2 separate regions of the Sus scrofa genome follow, and region 2 is linked to region 1. Evidence: chromatin contacts called from public HiChIP or PLAC-seq data. All regions are on one chromosome and are shown on one strand. The core of a region is the stretch at or near the end of the contact, and the rest is flanking DNA. Distances in the headings are between cores, read along the strand shown. Region 1 overlaps ATP1B1 (ATPase, Na+/K+ transporting, beta 1 polypeptide). Region 2 has its middle 100 kb from the start of DPT.

Region 1 (6,567 bases), core at 3,004-5,503:
AGATGAAATGGAGACTGCTGGTGGTGGCAGCGTGATTGGCTGGTCTTCACATACCCTATTCTCCTGCCTCGGTGGTGGTTACCATCTCACCAAACATATGACCCCTTTAAAATGAATTCTTCCTGTACTGATCCATCTCTACTTCAAAGCAAAACAAAGCAAACAAAAGAGGAAAAAAAAAAACCTGCCCACAGCCTTAAGAGGAAGAGCAGGAGTACACATTCACACCTGCTTACCAGGAGGCAGGGCAGCTGGGAATCTCCCTCCATGGACCCCCTGATTGATACAGAGTGACCTTCATTTCATTCCACAGTGGCTCCGTGAGCGCAGAGGTGGGGCAAGGTGGGATGGAGCAGAGGGGATGGACGGGAAGACTTTTTCATGACACCACTGGACAGGCAGAGAGCACAAGATCAAACCAGGGACGCGCCTGCTGAGCGTGTGTGTGGTGTGCACGTGCCTCCTGCCCTCCCCAGCGTGGCTGAGGGTGGTGTCTCTCTCCAAATTCAACACCATTAGCAGGGTGAGAAGAGATGACGCTGACCCCCCGTGAGGAATTTCTTAAGAGGGTCCCCTAGGGAGGAAAGTTTGGCAGGGACTAGCCCAACCAATGTATTTATTTTTTTAATTTTTTACATATATTTTTTGTCTTTTTGCCTTTTCTAGGGCCACTCCTGTGGCATATTCTAGGGCTGTTCTCAGACTAGGGGTCTAATTGGAGCTGTAGCCACTGGCCTACACCAGAGCCACAGAAATGCGAGATCAGAGCCGCATCTGCAAACTACACCACAGCTCAGGGCAAGGTCGGATCCTTAACCCATTGAGCAAGGCCAGGGATCAAACCTGCAACCTCATGGTTCCTCGTTGGATTCGTTAGCCACTGAACCACAACAGGAACTCCCCAACAAATGTATTTTAAAGAGAGAGATTACAGAGCCTACACAGTGTTACTTAGATGTACTTAACATTTTTCTTCAATGTTTTCCTAACCAACTTCTCCCAAACACTTGTCATGGAAAACTAAGATTCTGTTACCTTCATGAAAATCTAAGTGTAAAAAGCATCCCTGGTATAACATCCAAAGCTTTTTGGACACTGGAATTCAGTGTCCAAAAAGAAACTACTGCTTGCATTGTAGGGCTATCAAAATACAGGTGGCTGGACTTGCCACTGTGGTGCAATGGGTTAAGAATCTGATTGCCTTGGCTCGGGTCACTCTGGAGGTGGGGGTTCAATCCCAGCCCTGTGCAGTGGGTTAAAGGATCTGGCGTTGCCATGGCATAGGTTTCAGCTGCAGTTCAGATTCAGTCCCTGGCCCAAGAACGTTCATGTGCTGCAGGTGCAGCCATTAAAAAAAAAAAAAAAGAAAAGAAAAGAGGTGGCTGTTAAAAGCTACCCTTTACCTAATGTCACTAGGTTTGCCACTATCAAGTATTATTCACTCTACCTACATTTGTCATCTCTTTTAATCCTCACAGGGTACTATTCCCATTTTATAGATAAGAAAACTAGGAACCTACATGTCATGGCTCAGGACTTTAGTGACTGCTTTCATATTTAGGTTAGGCAATGTGAGATTGCCAATAAGCAACCATTTTTTGACCCACAAAAATATCAGCTTAGTATGTTACAACATAATATCTCAGTAGACCTTGCTTTTCAGGCTGAGTAGGCAGATCTGTCCCAATGTCCCCTAACAACACGACTAATAGACCACTGCTCAGGGCAAGAAACTATGTTATTCATTTTTTCTTATATTTTACTTCCATTTGATGATTTAGTCCTTTCTCTGAGACTTGTGTTTAGCCCAGGACCCCATCCAATATTAGAGACATACAGATCCAAAGGTATTACACAATTGCCACTGCTTAATTTGGCCACATTCACGTGTGTTATTTAGAAGAGGTTTGAGTACCAGGTATTCCAGTGTGAAAAGGGCCATCAAAACCCAATCTGGCCAGATTTGTATTCATGACTCAAGTTCAGTTAATCATAGCATTAATAAGTCTTTATATGTTTAAATGATGGACCAGCTCTTTCACACTCGCTAGGTTCTTTTGACTTAAATAAATATACAATTCTCCCTCTTTAACTGTCATGACAACAGAGGCTTAGAGATATAAGCTGAGGCCAAAAAATTGGCAGGGTATCCTTCCCTGAATTCTTTTGGTTTATGGCCTGAAGGACTAGTTACTGCCTACCCAAAAGACAAATCCTTTTTTTTTTTTTGCTTTTCAGAACTGCACCTGTGGTATATGGAAGTGCCCAGACTAGGGGTCAAATTGGAGCTATAGCTGCTGGCATGTACCACAGCCACAGCAATGCAGGATCCAAGCCACATCTGTGACCTACACCACAGCTCAGGGCAATGCTGGATCCTTAACCCACTGAGCGAGGCCAGGGATTGAACCTGCATCCTCAGGGATACAAGTTGGGTTCGTAGCCACTGAGCCACAGTGGGAACTCCCCTGAAACACAAATTCTTAAGATCTGCCCTGAAGCTGGCAGGAGGAGGGCCCATTAGGGTCCCTCAGAACACTCAGGGAGAGGCCACAGGCTGTTCCTCTTGGCAGTAAGTGCTCTGCCAGCCTGGCCTCCCAGCTCAAAAGCTGCTAACATTTTCAAATGAATGTCATGTCCCTTGGAAAGGCAAGGGTGAAAGGGAGCTTGGCCTAGACTCTCCTGGCAAGGTGACGGGTGAGGGGATGAGGAAAAGGAGTGACAGAGAAATGACAAAGAACCCAAGGGACAGGACAGGGAAGACAGGGGACCGTGAAGGCACTCTTCCTGTGACTCAGACCCAAGGACAGGAATGGGACAGGAATGCATATTTCCAAGATGAGCCACCAGCATTCCTTTGGAGAAGTGACTGTTTGTCAGGTCAGTCCAACTGCTGTGAGGACACTAAATATAGGTACCCAGAATGTGTCTTTTAGGAAGGGGCTGGGAGGAAGGGGAGGGAGGGAAGCAGGGAGAGGGGGTGTTGGAAGGATTGAGCACCTCAGCCAGCAGTTTTTTCCAGGCAAGGTCATTTAGAAGCCCTCACTTAAAAGGTCTGGCTCTTCAACTATTTCTTTTTGAAAGTGGAATTTTCCTTTCTGCAAAGAACATGAAGAAAATCTTTAATTCTATTAAAGACTGACCCCCAGAGATTATACACTCAATGACATTTTTTTTTAATCTAGGAAATTAAATAAAATGCTAGACTTTGGTGTATAAGAATTACTGACTTTAAGTATAAGACTTCGAGTCTAAGAATTACTAGAAAATGGCATCGTAATTGAAAAATAGCTTTCAAATGGGAAAAAAAAGAGATCTATACAAATTTAAATTATGACTTCTAATGCTACCACAAAAATTCCAGCAGAAGTGAACGTGAAAAGACACATCATGCTTTACTGTCGCAAAAGCCATGCTTTACTGTCCAACATGTTAAGATCCTACATTTCAGAATTCCCATCGTGGCTCAACAGAAACAAATCTGACTAGCATCCATGAGGACACAGGTTCAATCCCTGGCCTTGCTCAGTGGGTTAAGGATCTGGCGTTGCTGTGAGCTGTGGTGTAGGTCGCAGATGCAGCGTGGATCCTGCATTGCTGTGGCTGTGGAGGAGGCAAGCAGCTGCAGCTCCAATTCTACCCCAGCCTGAGAAATTCCATATGCCATGGGCGTGGCCCTAAAAAGACACCCCCCCCCCCACCAAAAAAAGGAGTACACAAGAAAGAAAAGATCTTTCTACACAGGGGGATTGGGGGAGAAGGGGAATGGTTATAGGAAGAAAAAAAAAAAATTCCACGTTTCTCTGTGTACACAAAAATTCTTGCTTCAACCTTTCCACAGACTCACTTCTTTGAGGAAATAGCTGCTGGAAACTGGATTATTAAGCAGGTTTAAGTCATTTTACTGACAAGTATAAGTCATTTATACTTACATGTTCTCTTTTTTTTTTTCACTTCCAAAATCCCCTAGATCTAAATTTATCTGGAAATATTTAAGGTTTTTCTTACAATGGAGGACTATTTGACTTGGGACTAAAAACCAGTGTTTTCTACCAGCATATTCCGAAGATTTTCTTCAGAGAGTCTTTCTCATACAATGAGGTGGACCCAAGAAGCCTGTGACTGGCAGCTGCATTTGGTCAAGGCTGCTCAGTACCATGAAGACAGCCTCAAGATTGTCACCTCAATACAGCTGTTACTAAACTGTTGCCCAGGGAAAGTGGAGAGGGAACACGTCATTGCCACCCGCAGTGGCAGTCTCAAGGTCATAGACAATGTGAGAAACCGGAAGTTATGCAACATTTCCTCTCTCCAGGTCCTCCCGACAATAACTTTGAGAAGAGCCAGACAGTACCATCACAAATAGAACAATCGTGTTGAGGTGGCTCTGCTGTCTTGTCCTTCTGTCAGCCTCAGGAGTAATGGCAGGGCCTTCCTGGGGCTGAGTGACTGGCATGGGCATGCATGCATACAGGGCTGGTCGACCACTCAGTGACAGCACCCACATCGCCACAGGGCAGTTCGCATTTCTCTGATATCCTCTTTCTTGCTCCAAGTTTTCAGAGCTCAAGGAGACAATTACCCTGCAAAGTGGGTCCAGAGAGCCAGTAAGTAAGACGATTAAACCATCAAGCATAAAAATTGAACATCGGAAATGGAGAGCACCTTTGTTCAAGGTCAAGTTGCCAGTCAACGGCAGGTGGGAAAATGGACCCCTGAAGTCACAGCTCCTGTCTCTGGGAATAGGTAGCTGTTTCAGAGCTTCTCATCATCCCTAAAAATAAGTTAGCCTTTAAAAACAGGAGTCAAAGTGGATTTTTAAAGGATTTATCTGAGTCACAGCCCCCTCAAGAAAGTGAAAACTGTGTGTGAGACTTGGAACGGCCCCGTAATGCTCCTACTAAGAAATCCTATGGGCGTTAGGGACGAGGGGGAGGTCAGAGCTGGTGAGGGGCAGGCTGGGTGGAGGACCAGGGCTCTTCTCACCTCCCTGCAGAGCTCTGAAAGTAAGATGTCTGCAAGCCCCAGGAGCTTTGCCTGCAATGCGGGTAGGAGAGCTGGCTGCAACAGACAGTTCTATTCTTCCTTCCCAGGTTGGTTTTAATACCACACAACAGATAATTTTCAGAAGGATGTTTTCTCAATTGAAAAAGTGACACTCCTTTTACCTCCAGAAGAATTGAATTTATTCATGTTCATGTTACCTGGTGGGGCCACTCGGTCCTGATATGTGGGCTTAAATTCACTGATGGTGAGCAGCATCACTTGGATGGTTCCAATGAAGATGCCAGCCAGGCAGCCATAAAATATAACGTAGAATAGAAGGATCTTAACTGCAAGGAGAACAGACAGAAACGAAAAGGCTATGATGTAGTCATATATTCAGAATACAAAAGGCTAACTTCTCAGAGATGAATGAATTTCCTTCCTGGCTTCCCCTCCAATCTGTGTCTTTGGAGCTTCCTTTTCCAACAGTGATCAAGAGAAAGAACCTCACTTTCAGACTGTGGGGTAAAAAGAGGGGAACGGGCAGCCCTCCATTATTGTGTGTGAGTGTGTGTCTGTGTTGTGGAGCGGTTAAGGGCAGGGCAAAAATTCAGCTAGAACTAAGATTCTTTATAGGAAATAATTTTATTCCATATATTTGGGGGAAAAACGTCATGAAGATGATCAACAAAATCTAGGGCTATGTTTGCGTGCTTATGCAATGCATTTCAAATATGACAGTATACTTCCTTAGAGACCTCTGTTTTCTTCGCTTGCTTATCCCTTGACATTTCAGGACTTCAGTCCAGGCTCTGCTGCTTCCCCAAAAGCTCAAAGGCCTGTAAGTTTTTATGCTGAGACAGGGCAATGAATGCTGAGAAACCCAGTGAAACTCTCCTGACCTAGCACACTGTCTTTCCTATCAGGGGAACCAAACACGGGTGGAGGGAGAAAGAGGAACTGCTATAGTAAAAACTGACAAGCAAATTTTTCTTTCTTTTTCTGACTGAACTCAGACCAGGGACTGACTTGAGAAGCTGCATTTTCTTTTCCCTATAGTTCATAGGATAAGAGAATGGAGACTGAAAATAGCTGCAAAAACCAAAAAAATAAAAAAAAAACCAACCAAACAAACAAAAAACAACCCCCCCCAAAAAAAAAAACAAAAACAAAAAAACAACTGCGAAGCCAATAGACTGGAATGAGGCTATCAGTTACTGGTTTACAAGGATTATCTCCCTGATTAGCCGCATAGTAACAGGCTGTACTAGGCATCGCTCGGCAGCCCTGTGCCAGCCAAACAGCTCAATGTGAATGCAGCAGAGGGAACAGAGAACCGGAGGGTTATCGAGTCTGAAACATGACTGCACAAAGGAGCCTTAGGTTATTTCTTAAAACATTCAGATCTCCTGCATTAAAGGCCAGGATCCTTGAGGGAAAAGCAGGAAAACAAAAGTATTATTGGAAAGAAGTGTGTGTGTGTGTGTGTGTGTGTGTGTGTACATGTATGGACACGCTAGGAGGGAGGCAGGGTGAGACTGGGTGCACTGTGGCTGAAATCAGCCAGGTTGCCCTCTCCGA
Region 2 (6,567 bases), core at 1,838-4,337, 260 kb after region 1:
AGCCTTGGGCTTAAAGGAAGTGGTGCTTCCCAGTGGCAAGGTACAGGCGCCAGAGAGGAAGGCATCAAAGAGTTCCCCTTAGAGGGGACAGACCCTGGGATGGGAGATAAGAAAGGGGCCCCTCTTGGATGGAGAGTTTAATGAACATTCTGACAAAGGAGCCCCGTTTCCAGACCAAAAAGGACTTCCTCAGGGTTCTTCAAGAGGACACATATTCAGTTCACCTCTTCTAGTATCACCGGTCTAAGTTCTGCTTTTTGTGTTTGAGAAATCTTGATTGTTTCCATTGAAAACCATCTACTGTATGTACAATGCTCTTTGACTTCATAGCACAGCAGTCTCTGAAGTGGGTGGGAATGATTACCCATAGATGTTCTGATGGGAAACAGAACCTTGGAAGAGAAAATTATTTTTCCAGGGCTCTCCAGTCAGTGAGTCACATTACTCTATAACCTTCAGAGCCCGCAGAGCAGTCAGAAAACACAGAAAAGAAAATGTTATTCTCTGAATACTCACTTCATAACTTACCATGTGCTGAGGTCTTAGTCCTCTTTCTTTTAAAATCATCTAACTGAAAAAAAAAAATGGAGTTCCCATTGTGGTTCAGTGGAAACAAATCTGACTAGCATCCATGAAGATGCAGGTTCAATCCCTGATCTTGCTCAGTGGGTTAAGCATCCGGCATTGTCGTGATCTGTGATATAGGTCACAGACACAGCTTGGATCTGGCATTGCAGTGGCTGTGGTATAGGCCAGCAGCTACAGCTCCAATTCGACCCTAGCCTGGGAACCAACATATGCTGGGGGTGTGGCCCTAGAAAGCAAATAAAATAAAAAAATAAAATAAAATCAGCTAACTTATAGCATGTCTGAAAATCCTGTATTCTACTGATGTCACTGAAAACTTGGCTGATTAAATTAAAAATGATAGATGAAACAAAACTAATGTTTGGAATTTAATTGCAGAAATGAACCATTAAATTTAAAAATCACTTATGCCTTGAGCAGAGATTCTCTGTGAAACTATAGCTGAGCTTAGCTTTCTGGTTTAAAATACGACACTTACAGGAGTTCCTTTTGTGGCGCAGTGGTTAACGAATCCAACTAGGAACCCCGAGGTTGCGAGTTTGGTCCCTGGCCTTGCTCAGTGGGTTAAGGATCCGGGGTTGCCATGAACTGTGGTGTAGGTCTGGGACGTGGCTCGGATCCCGTGTTGCTGTGGCTCTGGCATACGCCGGCGGCTACAGCTCCGATTAGACCCCTAGCCTGGGAACCTCCATATGCTGTGAGAGCGGCCCTAGAAAAGGCAAAAAGACAAATAAATAAATTAATTAATTAATTAAATAGGACACATATAATTGGAACATGTGTGAGAGATCTTTCACAAATGATTGTTATTATTCAAATTAGAAGAGGTGGATCCAGTGTAGGTTTGCCAGATAAAATGTGGGAGGCTCAATTAAATTTGGATTTTAGAGAAACAACATATAACCTTTTAGCATAGGTGTGCCAAATATTACATGCACTAAATATTCCATGGACCATACTTATACTAAAATTTACTCACTGTTTATCAGAAACTAAAATTATTTAAAGTTAGTTTAGTGTCTGCTATATTTATTGCTAAGTATGATAACTCAGGTGATTTGAAATCAATAGCTGGTCCAGAATATTAGAAGTATAGAGTATCATAAAGATAATGCCTTCCCAAAGCATATGCTCAGTAAATAATTATACGAGTTGAACCAAGGGGAACATCTTCCTATGTAGTAAATACATCCATTGCACACTAACTCTTTAAGTAGATATTTTTTCTTTATTTACCATATGAAGAAACTAAGTCTCAAAGAACTTACTTGAATTTTTCAGGGTCACACAGTAGGTGGTATTGATGACACAATTATCAAAGAACTTTCTGTCATTAAAAACCCATGGTTTTTCAATACAAAAATTCAGAAACTTTGAGATATCTCATGAGCTTAAGGGAAAATGGTTTTAGGATATCAAGCCAATTTTGCAGTAAGACTGGAAACAAAGTTCACTGGGCCAGCTGGAAGTCCACAATGAAAGCTCAGGCCAAACAACTGGTTTGAGAAGCTGGTACACACACACATTCAAGAGCACTGCAGGTATTTCTTTGCATGTACTTAAAACTTGTAAGCAATGCACAAGATAGAGTACTGCCTAAATTCTACTTTGAAAACAATGGAAATTTAATTGAAAGGACTTCGTTCTCTGAACATAGAATTTTGCATAAAGTATGCTAAGAAAAGCTAAATATGTTGCTAAGCCCAAAAGAAGGAGAAATCCACAGGTAGCAGAAATAAAGAGAATCTCAAAATCTAGAGGAGGAGTGACAGTTGGAAGCCACAATCCTGGATATACATTTTAGATGATGTCACAGCTGGTTCTGGATGTAAGTTTTAGAAGATGAGTTTTGGGCTTTTCATGTTCACAGAGGATAGGATGAGATCTGAAGTCATTTGACACGAGCAACTCTAAGGGAGTCTCTTGCTTGTTGCTAAGACTTTTGAAAGCATATACAGTCCATGGAAAAGAGATTGATTAGAAAAATTAAGCACATCCTGTGTGGGCTAGTGCCTCCTGTGGAGGCTAAGCAGGACGAGGTGCTTCTTGCATGGTCTACAGTGGCAGGGGCAAACCACCACTGTTATCTCTGACTTCAGAGGTGGGTGTGGCCCATCACCACTAGGGGTCCATGAACAGGCACCACTTGCGGCCCCAATCACCTCAAGGGCACCACAGAGGAGGGCACTGTGACTGAACACCACTTGTTGTTGCGATCGCACCCCTGGCAGCACACTGACCCTGCTGATTCCAGTGCCAAATGCTCTGAGCAGTGCCCACACACTTGATCTCTGTCACTTCCCAGAAACCTGCAATTAGGAGCAAACTGTGCAGCACCTCCTGTGTGGGATAAGTGAGACAGTGTGCTTCTTCTGTGGTCTGCAGGTGGTGGGGGCAAACCACCACAGTTATCACTGATTCCAGAGGTAGGCATGGCCCACTACCGCTAGGAGTCCCTGAGCAGGCACCATTTGTGGCTCCAATCACCTCAGGGGAGGGCACTGCAATCTAACACTACCTGTTGTTGCTGTCAATCCCCTGGGAACACAAACACTCTGCTGCTGCCATTGCTAAATGCCCTGAGCACCTTGTAAATCTGCCTAAGGCTCATAACCACTTCCCAGGGCCCTGCAACTAGGAGTAGCCTGCTCCACCTTCATGCAGGTCCTTGCTGCTGTTAAGAGCATAGAAACCAGGCATTGACTACTAGCCCTACCCATTGCACCCTGGGGAAAACATCCTGTTCGCATCGAAGAAAGCGGCAGCAAAAATTCAAACTCCCACACCAAAAATAGTTTTTATTTAACGCCCCACAAAATACAAAGGGGAGCTCCCGCATAGAAGTAGTCATCCAAGACTACATTTTGGCTTCCCTAAACTCACAGAGAAAGAAAAACATAAGCAAGATGAAAAAGCTCAGAAACCATTCCCAGTTAAAGAAACAGAACTCACATGAAGCAGCAAAAAATGAAACAGACCTCTGCAAGTCTGATAGACATTGAATTCAAAAGGGAGATAGTGAAAATACTGAAGGAATTAAGGCTGAATATAGAGGAATTAAGAGCGGATATGAACAGCAATGCAGATTACTTTATAAAGGAACTAGAAAGTAGAAGGAACATAGAAAAATTTTAAAAATTCGTTTGCAAAGACATAAATTAAGTTAAGGCATTAAAGAGCAGAAAGAATAATGCAGAGGAAAGAATTAGTGACTTGGAAGATAGAATAATGGAAATCACCCAATCAGGACAGCAGACAGAAAACCAAATGAAAAAACACAAAACCAGTATAAGAGATATATGGGATAATATAAAGTGGACCAATCCACACAAAAGAGGAAATCCAGAAGGAGAAGAAATACATTTAAAATATTAATCTTAGAACATTTAAAAAAGACATAGAAGTCAGAACACAAGAAGAAAATAGTATAGGAAAAGTAAAAGCAGAAAAAAAAAATTTCTTGAATTAAAAACTTTAGTAATCAGACTAAAATCTCAAAATGTGAGTTAAACTGAAGACAAAATTAATAAATGAATATGTAGATCTTAATAGACAATCCAGAATTCAAGAAAGAGTGATAGAGATGGGGTATACTATAAAGAGATATGATGTGGACATTAGAAGGAGACTATTGAATATATATTTGTTAGAAAAAAAATGGAGATTAGACAATATTAAAAAAATACTGACTCCAATTTTTTCTGAACTGAAGAAAGATATGAGTCTTTATGTTAGAATTGCACAAGCATTCCCAAGGAACATGACATTCATTGTAAAACTGCAGAATAGCAAAGACAATTGACAAATAAATTTTATGAGGTACACAAGAGAAAAGACATATTACTCATGAGGAAAATTAATGTGTCATAGTCTACAACAGTAACAATATAAGCCAGAGTAATTGTCATTGAAAGGCATGCTGAAATTATTTTCATACAAAACAAGACTGTTTACTAATCACATTCACTGAGAAAAAATTACTGAAAGGTGGACTTCACAAAAAGGAAAATTATTCCAGATGGAAGTTTTGAGAAATAAAAGCAATAAAAAGGAGAAAAATTAGTAAGCATGCTAGTACTTCAAAATAATTATTGATTGTTGATTTATAAACAACAACAAAAATGAGATTATTTGGTGAAGTTTAAAAACAAGTTGGGATGTAGAATAACATGAAAATGGGAGAGGATTAGAGTTAAAGCATTCTAAATTTTGTCAATAAAAAATATTGATTAAAATTGGACTTCATTATATATCCATGTTAAAGAATGTAAATAAAATATGTATATATTCAAAAGAACAGATTAATAAAAGTGAAAACTTTGATAGTATATGTAAAACGGAAAATTTAAAAAGCTGATAAACAGCATGGAAAATAGAAAACACACACAAAAGAGAGAACTAAATCTAGATATACAGTAAACATAAAGAGATAAAGTGATTAAACTCACTGATAAAAGGCAGGGATTTCAACTTTTAAAGGGACATTATTTATATAATTAGTAAGAATGGAGAAAATGTTTAAATAAAAATGTATCAGAAAAAAGAAATCTGATGTTGCATTATTATTATCAAACAAATTTTGGTTTTAAGACAGAACCATTAATTTTGATTAAGAGAATCTAAGAAATGTACACTTTGAACACCACACTTACAACCTCGGAATCTTTTCCTTTAAAGTCAGAAATACGTCTAAGAAGCCATTATTGTTTCTATACATTTCTGTAGTGGAGGTCTTAGGTAATACAGAGAGGTAGGAAAATGAAACAGGAAGAATTAGGATCAGACTGGGACAAATAAAATTTTCTATCTGCAGACAAGTTATTAGAACAACAATTTGAGAATCTTCGTAAGTTGTAAGGTCAATATTAGGAAGTCTATTTGAGGGTGAGGAGAAGAGAGCTGTTTTCAAGAGGTGGCTTTCACTTTACAGGCAGGTAATGGTCTGAACATACCCCCATTCAGCTATTCCTTCTCCAGACCTGGGTTTAGTTTGGTTACTCTATGCACTCTGCCATTTTCTGTGATAGAGTCTTTGGTCAGATTCCTACATTGACCACTGAAGTGTATCTTTCCAACACACATTTCTCTCTGTACTTTTACTTACAAAGATAGAGCATAATTGTGGCATTGGCTATTAGAGACATTTTGAGCACCATCACATACGTAGCAGAATTTCATGTTCCAGCTAATCCATACTTACAGCCAATGCACTGAAGGATTTTAGGTCTCTGTATTCTTCAGCAGAAGTAATTTTACTAAACTTAATAGGAAGCTCAGTATTTTTATGATTCCCTTTCAATGACTAAGGGCAGAAGCATTTACAATACATTTTATCCTACTGTGAAGCTTCAGGCAAAGAACCCAGAGAGTGAAATTTATTTGCTCTGATAGCTGAACTGATTGAATGACTGTCACATCTGGGGGTGACGTGCAGAGGGAAGACAACATTGTTCCAGGAGGAAAAAGTAAATAGATATTTAAGAATATTGAAATCTAATTACTACAGACTAAAGTGACTCAGAGTGAGAATATTTCTTTCCTCTTCTTGGGAATGATTTTATCTTTTTCCTCTTAGATTTTCTCATCTTCTTGGTGGCCTTGGGAATATGTGTTTCTTCCAAATAGCCTTCAAAAAGCTGTAAGCAAATAACATACCAGGCATTTACCAAGTGTCTTAGAGTTTACAAAGCAATTTCACAAACGTTATCTCCCTGGGGGCTCACAAAACCCTGAGAGGGAGTTATGGTGTCATTCCCACTTGGTAGGGATGTTGACTTCCAGAAAGGTTAAGTGGCTTTGTTTTTTTAATGGCAGGGTCCAGATTCTAGCCGGTAGGCTGCTGATTCCAAATTCAGCATTCTCTCAACCACATTTCTGGAACTCAGTGAATAATACAAAGAACAGCATTAAATAAGATATTGGAAGCCATCTGTCTGTAGGTAACAGCTTTTCTCGGAGCACAGGTCTCTGCCAAGGACA

What was found. HiChIP or PLAC-seq counts read pairs in DNA pulled down with a chosen protein or histone mark.
Region 2: a contact with region 1 is called in an H3K27ac HiChIP or PLAC-seq map of skeletal muscle. The contact joins two enhancer-like sites. A contact is called at or near these places in 1 of 5 promoter capture datasets (liver), 1 of 47 Hi-C or Micro-C datasets (psoas muscle) and 2 of 2 datasets of contacts at active chromatin or transcription factors (alveolar macrophages and skeletal muscle).

Annotation. Positions count from the first base shown.
Region 1 is chr4:81,927,053-81,933,619 of Sscrofa11.1, forward strand. ATP1B1 (ATPase, Na+/K+ transporting, beta 1 polypeptide) reads right to left here. Exons shown (of 6, transcript NM_001001542.1): 2 at 5,205-5,333. Among named protein-coding and RNA genes, the nearest start is that of ATP1B1, 6.7 kb to the right of the region's middle. Within about 2 kb of position 4,254, at least 20 of the 83 cell types and tissues checked have an H3K27ac peak or open chromatin away from gene starts, as enhancers often do. A contact at or near this core is called in skeletal muscle, where this site is marked.
Region 2 is chr4:82,183,249-82,189,815 of Sscrofa11.1, forward strand. It overlaps the pseudogene LOC106510108. Among named protein-coding and RNA genes, the nearest start is that of DPT, 100 kb to the right of the region's middle. Within about 2 kb of position 3,088, at least 3 of the 83 cell types and tissues checked have an H3K27ac peak or open chromatin away from gene starts, as enhancers often do. A contact at or near this core is called in skeletal muscle, where this site is marked.